Linked DNA regions of Anser cygnoides: region 1 is linked to region 2. Evidence: chromatin contacts called from public Hi-C data. All regions are on one chromosome and are shown on one strand. The core of a region is the stretch at or near the end of the contact, and the rest is flanking DNA. Distances in the headings are between cores, read along the strand shown.

The links. Hi-C and Micro-C count contacts between places; a contact is called where the count stands out from the background.
Region 1: a Hi-C map of liver shows a contact between it and region 2, with 2.1 times the contacts expected there. The contact joins the promoter of MRPL45 here to the promoter of MLLT6 in region 2. A contact is called at or near these places in 2 of 7 Hi-C or Micro-C datasets (both in liver).

What each region holds. Positions count from the first base shown.
Region 1 is chr22:8,431,891-8,436,646 of Taihu_goose_T2T_genome, reverse strand. MRPL45 (mitochondrial ribosomal protein L45) reads left to right here and starts at 3,169. Exons shown (of 8, transcript XM_066981600.1): 1 at 3,169-3,271; 2 at 3,529-3,724; 3 at 4,154-4,271; 4 at 4,649-4,747. The coding sequence starts at 3,224.
Region 2 is chr22:8,231,818-8,236,425 of Taihu_goose_T2T_genome, reverse strand. MLLT6 (MLLT6, PHD finger containing) reads left to right here and starts at 1,930. Exons shown (of 20, transcript XM_066981421.1): 1 at 1,930-2,211. The coding sequence starts at 2,103.

The DNA.
Region 1 (4,756 bases), core at 1,920-4,419, 200 kb before region 2:
TCGCACGGCGCTTCCTGGCCGGACTCACGCTCACTCGTTCCCATTTTGTCCTCCTAAGCCTAAAAAACCTCAGGCTGTGGAGCAGAGGGGAGCTGCTCTGCCCTCTCCTGCGGTGCGGCGAGCTGCTGCCTGCCCTGGGGTACCGCGGCCCCGTGGGGCCCGGCCGCGCTGCGGAGCGCTGCTGGGGCCTGTGGAAGATGCTATGTCAGGAATCTGTCTTAAAAAGCTATGTACACAATACAGCGAGCAGTATTTACAGGGTAATAAATGTCCCAAGTGGGTGATGTTGGATGGCTGCTTGGTTTCGTGACAAACACCAGCAGGAAGTTTAAAAATTCTTAATAAAGACTTTATATGGGAAAGAGAAGGGCGAAAAATCGAATTCCTCGGGAGGAGCGGTGCTGCGCCCGAGGCCCCGGCGGCCCAGCCCTGCCCTCGCACCCAGCCCTGCGTGGGCTCCGCCTGGGAGCCGTGGCTCCGGGCGCAGCTCTGCCGGGAACCCGGCGCGGCGCGGAGCGCTGACCTACTTCAGCCCCGGCCCCCCAAAGGCGGCGTGCCGCGGCTCTGCCGGGGCCACAACCTCCCTCGTGTTCGGAAGGAAGCACAGCTCGCTGGGGCAGGAAAGCATTCGGCTGTTAATTGCTTTCTGACGCTGCGTATCACAGTTGCTCCTTTTCTTCTTCTCCCCCCCCCCAAAAAAAAAAAAGATTTATTTTCGCTGAAAGTGACATCTCACTGTTTAAAATATAAGCTAGCGCCAAGCAAAGAGAGAGTGGGGATTTGCTGAGACCTGGAGGAGTCTGCAGCACGAACTGGGGCATGGAGAAAGTACAGACGGATCTTAGCACATAATTATAAAAACCAAGCAGCTGATGAGCATGGGTTCATCTGGGGCTTCTCGGGGCCGCGTTGTGCTACAGTGCCCCGAGGAGAGGGAAGGAGACAGAAGGAAGCAGCTGGGGCCGTGCGGGGCTTTGGGAAGCTCTGCAGGGCTCCGGGCGCCGCCACCCTCCCCGGCTCCTCCGATCCCTTTGGGCATTGCCGCCGTCCCCTTCCGCGGGGACACACGGACACGGGCAGACCGGTGGGACAGACGGCCGCCCGGCCAGCAGGAGAGACCTGGTGGGGCAGGATGACTTTTCCCCCCGCTCCTCTCCCCGGGCACGCAGCAGGGTCAGCAGCGGGATGAAGGCAGGAGGGGGTTGTCTCGGGGCTCTGCCTCCCACCCCAGGTCGCTCGGTGCCGCTGCTCGTGTGCCGTGGTGCCCGACGAGCCTCGCCGCACCCCCGGGGCTCCCTGCCGCGGCGGCTGGCCCGCGCTGCTGCATTGTTCGATGACAGATGCTGCTGTCAGCAAGAATCATGAACGAAAGAAAGGAAGAAAGGAAGGGGGAGAGAAGGAGAGCCTCTGAGGAGATGCCCGGGGAAGCTGCCGCCTCTGCCGTGTCCTGAGCAAACCGGGTTCTCCTGCCGCACCAGCGCGGGGAGGCCTGGGGACAAGCGGACGCGGTGGCTGCCAGGGTCTGTAATGAGCCCGGATCCTGCAGCCACAAATTGCTGACAGTGCCCTGGCTTAATTAGGAAAACAAGGGAAAGAGGGAAAAAGAAATAATAAAAAAAAGAAAGATCCTGGAGAGTCTTCTCTTCTCTTTTTGCATGGGTTTTTGCCGTCCCTGCTAGAGCGGGAGCAGCCGGAGGGCACCGGCTAATCCTGCCTCGCAGGTCCAGCCGCGGCTTAGGGCAGGAATCCGAGGTATTTGGGAGCAGGGGACGGTGCTGGGAGCCGCGGGGTGGCTCCGGGGCTGCCCCCAGCACGAGGCCGCGGCAGGAGGGGGGGCTGGCAGCGTTCTGTGCTGCTCCCCCCTCGCAGCGGTGGCGGCGGTGGCGTGCGTGCCGGCCTGCCCGTTGCCCTGCCCGTTGTCCCTCCTGCACCCCGCAGACCCGGGGCGTGTTGCACAAGCACCTCCGTGGTGCAGGGACGGTGCCAACGCGGCCAAAGCCCTGCCTGGAGGACGGCGCAGCCCTGGCCGGGAGCGAGCCCTGCTCCTCCCGGTGCTCCGGTCCTGCCCAAGCCCGGCAAAGGCCCCAACGGGGCAAAATGTGGGAGTTTTGTAAATGGGGGGGGTGGGGGGGTCAGCACGGGCAGGCCAGGGCCACCGTCAGGTGGCATCTCCAGGGGCCACCACCCTCGCTGGAGCAGATCCCTGCCCCTGGTTGCTGCAAGAGCCCCCCAGTGGCACCCCCCCCCCCCCCGTGCACCCCGGCATGGCCCCTACTGGGGGGGGCCAGGCCCCGATAGCGGCATGGGCTGGGATCAACGGTCCCGGGCGCAGCAGGGCCATCACTACACATTAACCAGCTGTCCGGCGGGGGGGCTCCCTACGGGCCAAGATCAACAGTCCCCGGGCTGGGAGCACGGCCGGGGGGGGCGAGCGCAGCCCTGAGCCTTCCACCGCCCCCCCGGCCCCACGCTTTGCTCCCCGCTGCCCTCGGCTCTGCGGGACGGACCGGGCTGGGCCCAGCCGAGCCGAGCTGCTGGGAGGCTGGCGGCCGCGCTGCCCCGGGGGGGGCGGATGGGGCTGAACCCCCCCCCCCAGCACCGTCCCTTGCATTCCTCGGGGGGTTGCGCGGGGGCCCTGCGGGTGCTGCACCCGCTTGCCTGGCACTGCCCCCCCCAGCACCTTCCCAGCCATGTGGGGCCGGGTGCCCCGTGTGGAGCCCCCGCAGCCCCCCCCCGCAGGGAGCCCCCCACTTCCAGGCGGACACGGACGGAGGGGCTGGGGAGGGGGGTCAGAACCGGGGGGGGGGGCACGCAAGGACATTGCATGGGGGGGCTGCACCCCTTGCACAGTGCAGTGGGGTGGGAGTTGGGCCCCCCCCCGTGCTGCAGGGGGGCTCCAGCACGCCCGTGCATGTGCACCCCTTGCACGGTGCACCCCCCCCCCCCCGTGCTGCAGTCCCGCCCCGTGCACGCCACCCCGCTGGGGGGGGGGGGGGGGGGGGGGGGGGGGGCCTTCCCCCCCCCCCCCCCCGCGGGACCCGGGGGGCGCCTCGCGCCGGGGGGGGCGGAGCCTCCCCCCCCCCCCCCCCCCGCAGCCGATGGAATTTTCCACTCGCCGCCGCCGCGCGGGCTCCCGACGGCCCCGCCCCCCCCGCGCGCCACCGCGGGGCCCCGCCCCCGTTCTGGCCCCGCCCCCCTTCCCGTCGGGCCGTGCGGCGCCAAGATGGCGGCCGCCATGAGGGCGGCGGGACTGGGGCTGCTGGGCCGGCGGGTGCGGGGCGCCGGGGGCGGACGGGGGGGGGACGGACGGGGGCCGGGGCCGCTGTGAGGGGCCGGGTTGGGGCCGGGGGCAGGCTCCCCCTCCGGGCACGGTCCCGGGCGGCCGCCCCGGGGCGGCGTTGGGCGCGGTGACGGCGGCTCCGCGGTCCGGAGGCGTGAGGGGAAGCAGCGCCCGGTGCCGGCCGCTCCCGGCCCCCGGTTAACGCCCGGCCCCCGGTTAACGCCCGGCCTTGCGTTCCCTTTCCGCAGGCCTTGGGGTCGGCGCTCCGCCCGCCCCGAGCCGCCCCGCCCTGCCTCGCGGTGCCGGTGAGGACGAAGCGGCGGCTGTTCGTGCCCGAGTGGGCCCGGGAGCTGTCCCCGGAGCAGAAGGAGCGCAGCATGCGCGCCGCCGCCAGGGCGCTGCCCGAGGACCGCGTGGAGCGCGCCTTCTTCTTGGCCTGCACAGGTGCGGCGGGGCTCTCCGGGGGCAGTTCGCTGCGGCCGTGCTGACAGCGTCCGCCTGCAGCAGGCTCCGTGACCTGCTCTGCCCCGGGTGGGTGAAGGCAGCGGCCCTGCTGCTACCAGCTGTGTGCGGGGCCGTTGGCCCTTCATACCCAGGGACCAGCATTAGCATGGGAGGCCGTGCTTTGTCCTGCTGGGTGTCTTATCCTCATGTCCTGGGGCTGCATGGAAGAGAAGGAGAGCTGATGGTGTAACACAGCTTGTTCGCAGTGAGAGGTGCCCCTGTCATTTGTGGCCACGCTCTTATTTCATCCTAAAGATGTTTTCCGGGAGGAATCCTTCTCTAGCAGCCAGGGTGCTGCCTCTCTGTTTCCTTCAGCGTGCAGCGTTTGGCAGCTTTTGAGCCTCCTGACCTCTCTTCTCTCTCATGCAGCTGATATTATAGACCCTTATGTCCCTCCTGAGGGCGATGCCCGCATGACTTCCCTATCCAAAGATGGGCTGAAGCAAAGGGTGGAGAAGCTGAAGCAGACTGCTGCCTCCCAGCTGGCGTATGTACCTTCCTTTTAATTAGTCTGTGGTGTCAAAGTCTCGCCCAGTTCTGTCTCGCAGTGGTGAGGTGGTGTGTTTGTTTATAACGTTGTTGCTCTTGTACCGCTTCTGTCCTTGGCGTGAGAGTGAACGCAAGGCGTCTGTCCTGGCACGAAGGGGTGCAACGTGTACTCGCTTTGTCTGTTTTTTTGGGGTTTGCAGAAGTATGTTTTTCTTATGAGCACCTAGAGACTGTGTGTCAGTGGGGAGGGAGTCTCTGGTTCCCAGTTACTCCCCGGGAAAAGTGCTTCTAGAACTGGATAAGACTGTTGTCACCTGAAACACTGAAATGTTTTTTACTTACTGCAGAGCTTTTTTTTTTTTCTTGTCTTTTCAGTCTCCGGAAGGTAAAGGATCATGATCCGGATTTCAGCACGAAAACCTTCCCAGAGAAGGCCCAGGAGATATTCATTGAAGCTCACAATTGCCTGGCAAAGTAAGACCT
Region 2 (4,608 bases), core at 681-3,180:
CTCAGGGAGCCGTCTGCCTTCCAGCCCCTTGATGTAACGCTTGAACAGGTGCAATATAAAGGATGCTAAACTGGTGATTATTAGGGCTGTTGGAATGGGTTTCCTCTCTGCTCTCTGATGAGAAGATTTTTTTTTTATAAAGAAACTCTACAACAGGATATGCTGACCTTTCAAAGCCTACCCATCGCAAGGGAAAAAACTTGGAGTGAGAAGAGGAAGGTCACCAGTCTAGGAGATACTGACGCTGTTTCTGCTCTTGTTTAAGTTACTGTAAATCAGGAACAGTTCTTGTGGAGCCGCTGCACGATGTGCTTGTAGGACGGCGAGTGGAACTGCTGATGTGTTCCAGGTAGGGCAGATTCCTGCAGGAACATTGATCGTTTTGAAGACTTCTGAGCAGAGATAGGACCTCCCAGCCACTCCCACGTGTGCCAGCATCTGAAAACACTTTTAAGTGCCTGCTCCTGGACGCAGCAGGGATGGCTTTTGATTTTTTTTCCTGTTTTTTTTTTTTTTTTAATTTCTTTTTTCTCCCACTACCACAACCATCTCTCTTCAGTGCTCACAAGCCAGCAAAGAGCAAGGAAAAAAAGATTTCCTGTAGTTGAATGATTCCATGAATCCCATGCATTTCCTAAGCAAGATACACTGCTCTCTTCTTTGCATCTAATTCATAACACTTCTGTTTAAAGCAGCAAGGATTTGCAGGAACAGAACGAAAAAGTAGAAGTGCAAATTGGGCATGTTTAAGTGCACCTTTGTGCTGGGGTTCCTGTGTACCATTCCTCCAGCAGCCCGACCTGTGACAAAAGCACCGCTGTAACGGAGCTGTGCAGTGCAGCAACAAGAGGATGGCTTTTTCTTTATCACAATGCAGGCGAAAAGTTATTCGCTGCTGCTTTTCCTATCTTTTTTTTCTTTAGGACAGCACGGTCTGCTGGGGATGGACCTGTGTGAGAGACGGTGAGACCTGGGCTCTGTTCCCCCTGCTGCTCTGTGTCCTCTGGCAAGTGATTCCAGGTGCAGCCGGCCCTGCTGGAGCTGCACGGACAAGTTACACGAATTCCTTGGCTTCCTCCTAGACCTATTCTCTAAGAGTTACTTATCTGTGTGCTCTGTGCTCGGGTTTTCCTCGTTTCTCCTCGTCTTAACCGAGTGGTGCGTCCAAAGGCAGGGCTGTTCCCCGCGGTGTGCCGTGATACCGTGTGGAGACCTGCAGCTGCAGTCCCACGGAGCTGCACTCCCTATGCTCTAGGATTATTTCTTTTAACTGGTTTGTACGGGATTTCTGACGTTTCTCCTGCTGGACGCAACCCCCCAAGGGGACATTTTTCCCCTTCCTTGGAAAGACGCCGCCACAAAACAGGTGCCAACGGGTTAAAAACTCCTCCAGAAGGAGCCTCCGAGAGCGGGACAGGCGGTGGCGCTCGCGGAACCCCAATCTGTCAAAGAGGAATTGCGGAGATAATAGGATTTGGGGAACGGTCGCGACTCATCGCCGGGGAGCGACCCGCGGGGGCTGCTCGGGCGCGCACCCAGCGCTTTGCGCCCCCGGCTGCGCGCTCGGAGCCCTGCCCGGTCCGCTCGGGAAGGCGGGGGGGGGGCACACACAACAAAACCATAAAGAAAGCAGCATAAAGCGGCCCGGGGGGGGGGTTCCAACAACAACAACCACAAGAACCCAACCCCAAAGCAAAGCACGACCCCCCCCCAGCAGCCCCCCAGCAGCCCCCCAGCCGCAGGGCGAGGCGCCGGGGGGGGGGGGGCCCCGCTCGGGGCGCGGCCATCATGGCCGGGGGGGGCGGCGGGGCGGGGGCGCGCGGGGGCGGGTGCCCGGGCGCGGGGCGAGCGTGCGGGGCGCGGGGCGGGGGCGCGCCGCCCCCGGGTCGTCCCCCCCCCCCCCCCCCCCCGGCCCCCGAGCGCCTCCCGGCTCCGCGCCGCCGCCACCGGGGGGCCGGGCACCCCGAGCCCCTCGGGGGGCGGCCGTGTGAAAGGCAGGCTGCGGGCGGGGAGGGGGGAGCGAGGAGGAGGAGGAGGAGGAGGAGGGAGGGAGGAGTGTGTGCGTAGCGGGAGGAGGGGGGGAAGGAAACCCTCATGGAAGTATGAAGGAGATGGTGGGAGGCTGCTGTGTCTGTTCTGATGAGCGGGGCTGGGCGGAGAACCCGCTGGTGTACTGCGATGGACACGGCTGCAATGTGGCGGTGCACCAAGGTAAGCGCCCGGCCCGGCACGGCTCGGCCCGGCCCGGCTCGGCACGGCTCGGCCCGGCCCCGCCGCCAGCCCCGGGCCGCGGAGCAGAGCGGGGCCGGGGCCGGGGCCGCCGCCGCTGCCTTCCCCCCGCCGTGCGCCCCGGGAGCGGCGGGGAGGCCGGGGGAGCGGCGGCGGGGGGGGGGGGGGCTTTGTTTTATCCCCATTGTTCCAAATAACGGTGTCGCCGCTGGCCTGCCGCCGCGGAGGAGCCGGGGAGGGGGGGGGGGGGGACGGGGGGAGCGGAGGTGGCCGTCAGCTGCTCCCGGGGGGGGCACCCACGGTCCGGGGCTCGGGGCGCTGCCCCTTACCGGGGGCGCCGGCAGCGACCGGCGGCCGCTTCCTTCCGTGGGGGGGGGAACCGGGGGGGGGGAGCCGCTGCCCGGGGCCCGGGGCCGGTGCCGGGCCCCGGGGGGAGCAGGGGGCAGCGCCCCGAGCCCCCCCCCCCCCCCCCCGCCGCCCCGTGCCCGGGCTCGGCCCGCGGCCGCCCGTGGCCCCGGGTAACCCCCCGGGGGCGGCCGCGGCCCGGGAGCTGCCGCCCCCAAGGGCAGGGAGGGAGCCGGCCCTTCCCCTCCCCGAGATAAGGGCCATTTGCATTTTAAATGACTCGGAGCACGCCCCTCGCACACGCTACCGGGCCGGAAAGTTTGTCCTCGGCACCAGCGCCTGCACGGGTGCGTGTTTGCTGCCGCTTAAACCCAGCAGCGAGGAAGGGCGATGCTGCTGGTTGGTTTGTTTTGAATAACACGAAGGTTTCTGGGCTCAGCTGGCATGTCTGTTTTCCCATCTATTATTATCCCATCCATCTCCCCGCGTATCTCCAGCCTCTTCCTGTGCAGGCTCTCCCTCGGTGTCTTGCTGCACGCTCCTGTCTCGGGCCGGGAACCTGTCCTGCGCTGCCTCTCCCCGCCTGCCAGGCCAGGTCTCTGGGTCTGTAGGTTGAGCTTTCTGCTGCTTTTCCTATGTTTGATGTGTCTGTGCTCACATCTTCTGCGAGAGCTCGCTTGCAACCAGGTGACTGAAGGGGAGGTGAAAAGAGGAAGCGAAGCTGGCGGGGGATTTCTCTGCGTTCAGTCAGTGCCGGGGTGTCTCCTGCCATAAAACAGCCCCTCCAGGTTGCCTCCGTGTGACCGGCAGCGTGTAGGGTCTCTCTGCAAGGATGCTTGCTTGTTTTGGTTTTGGTGCTGTAACTCTTCCGTTCTTCCCAAGACTCGTCCAACCACCCGCTGGAGAACGTGTTTCTGCGTAGCTGTTTTTTTGGAGGGAGATTAAGGGCACTGGCATCCTTGTGCTCGCTTCCAAGAGTAACATCAACGCTTCCGTTTGCCGGCTAGAGCGGTCTCCAGTCTGCGGTCCGGTTATTCTTGCAGGGTGCCTGCTTGTGGGCCCGCACGGTTACGGAGATGGATGCGCTCGCTGCGAGGCAGCCAAGCGGTGGGGAGCGTTGGGAGGCGTTAGAAGAGCCTCCGGGAGGGCATTGCTGGGGTGTTGGGGAAGCACAACTGTGTGGTTAGGGCTTGTAGGAGTCCGTCAGGATACAGTAATTCTTAAGCAGGGTAGCAGTGTGTAGTGGATGTTCAGAATACCTTCAGTCCTCTTTTTAAAGCCTGCTCACAAACCCAGTAGTCGTGTGGTGTTTTGGTGGGCTTTTAGTCACTAAACAGAAGCAAACCACTGTAGAGGTTCAGCTGGGCCTTCTAGTCTCATTCCCTACAACCACACGCTAGGTTTGGTATCTCTTTGTACTGCCTGAATATCTGCAAAACCAAAGTTGTCTTTTGAAATGATTGTGCAGCCCAGTAAAGAACCCTCTGTTTATTTTAAGCTTATGTTATAGCTACACATTAAAGCTGATTTAAAAAAAAATAGTACAATTTCTGTGACAATAGTTAGTTTTTTCCAGTAAAAAATTCAAAATGTTAACAAAAACATCTGATTGGAAATGAAGACTCTAATAAGATAGTGAAGAACATTTAGAAATAATATTTTCAACTCTACCCTATTTATGTTCTGCATTTTTCCTTGTTTTCTTCCTTGTTGTCTTTCTTTTTGAAGCAGTGGGCACAGAAGCTTGCACTAGCTCCAGCTGAGTGCTTGCTTTTGGCCCTAAGCCCATTGCTAAAGATGGACCCAAGGCAGGCTCCTCTGTCATTGCTTTCATGTAGTTTCTATTTTCTTGCGTATCTGCCTTGGCTCATCTTGCAGTCACTTCTTTCAGTTTAACTCCACAATCATGTTCATTTTCCTGGCTAAAACAGCATAAAAGACGTTAGAGAGATGGAGAAAACCTATTGGGCGTCGTGTCTGGTCCTTTCCCCAGGGGACATCACAGGATTGCATCCAGCAGGATATTTTCAGATG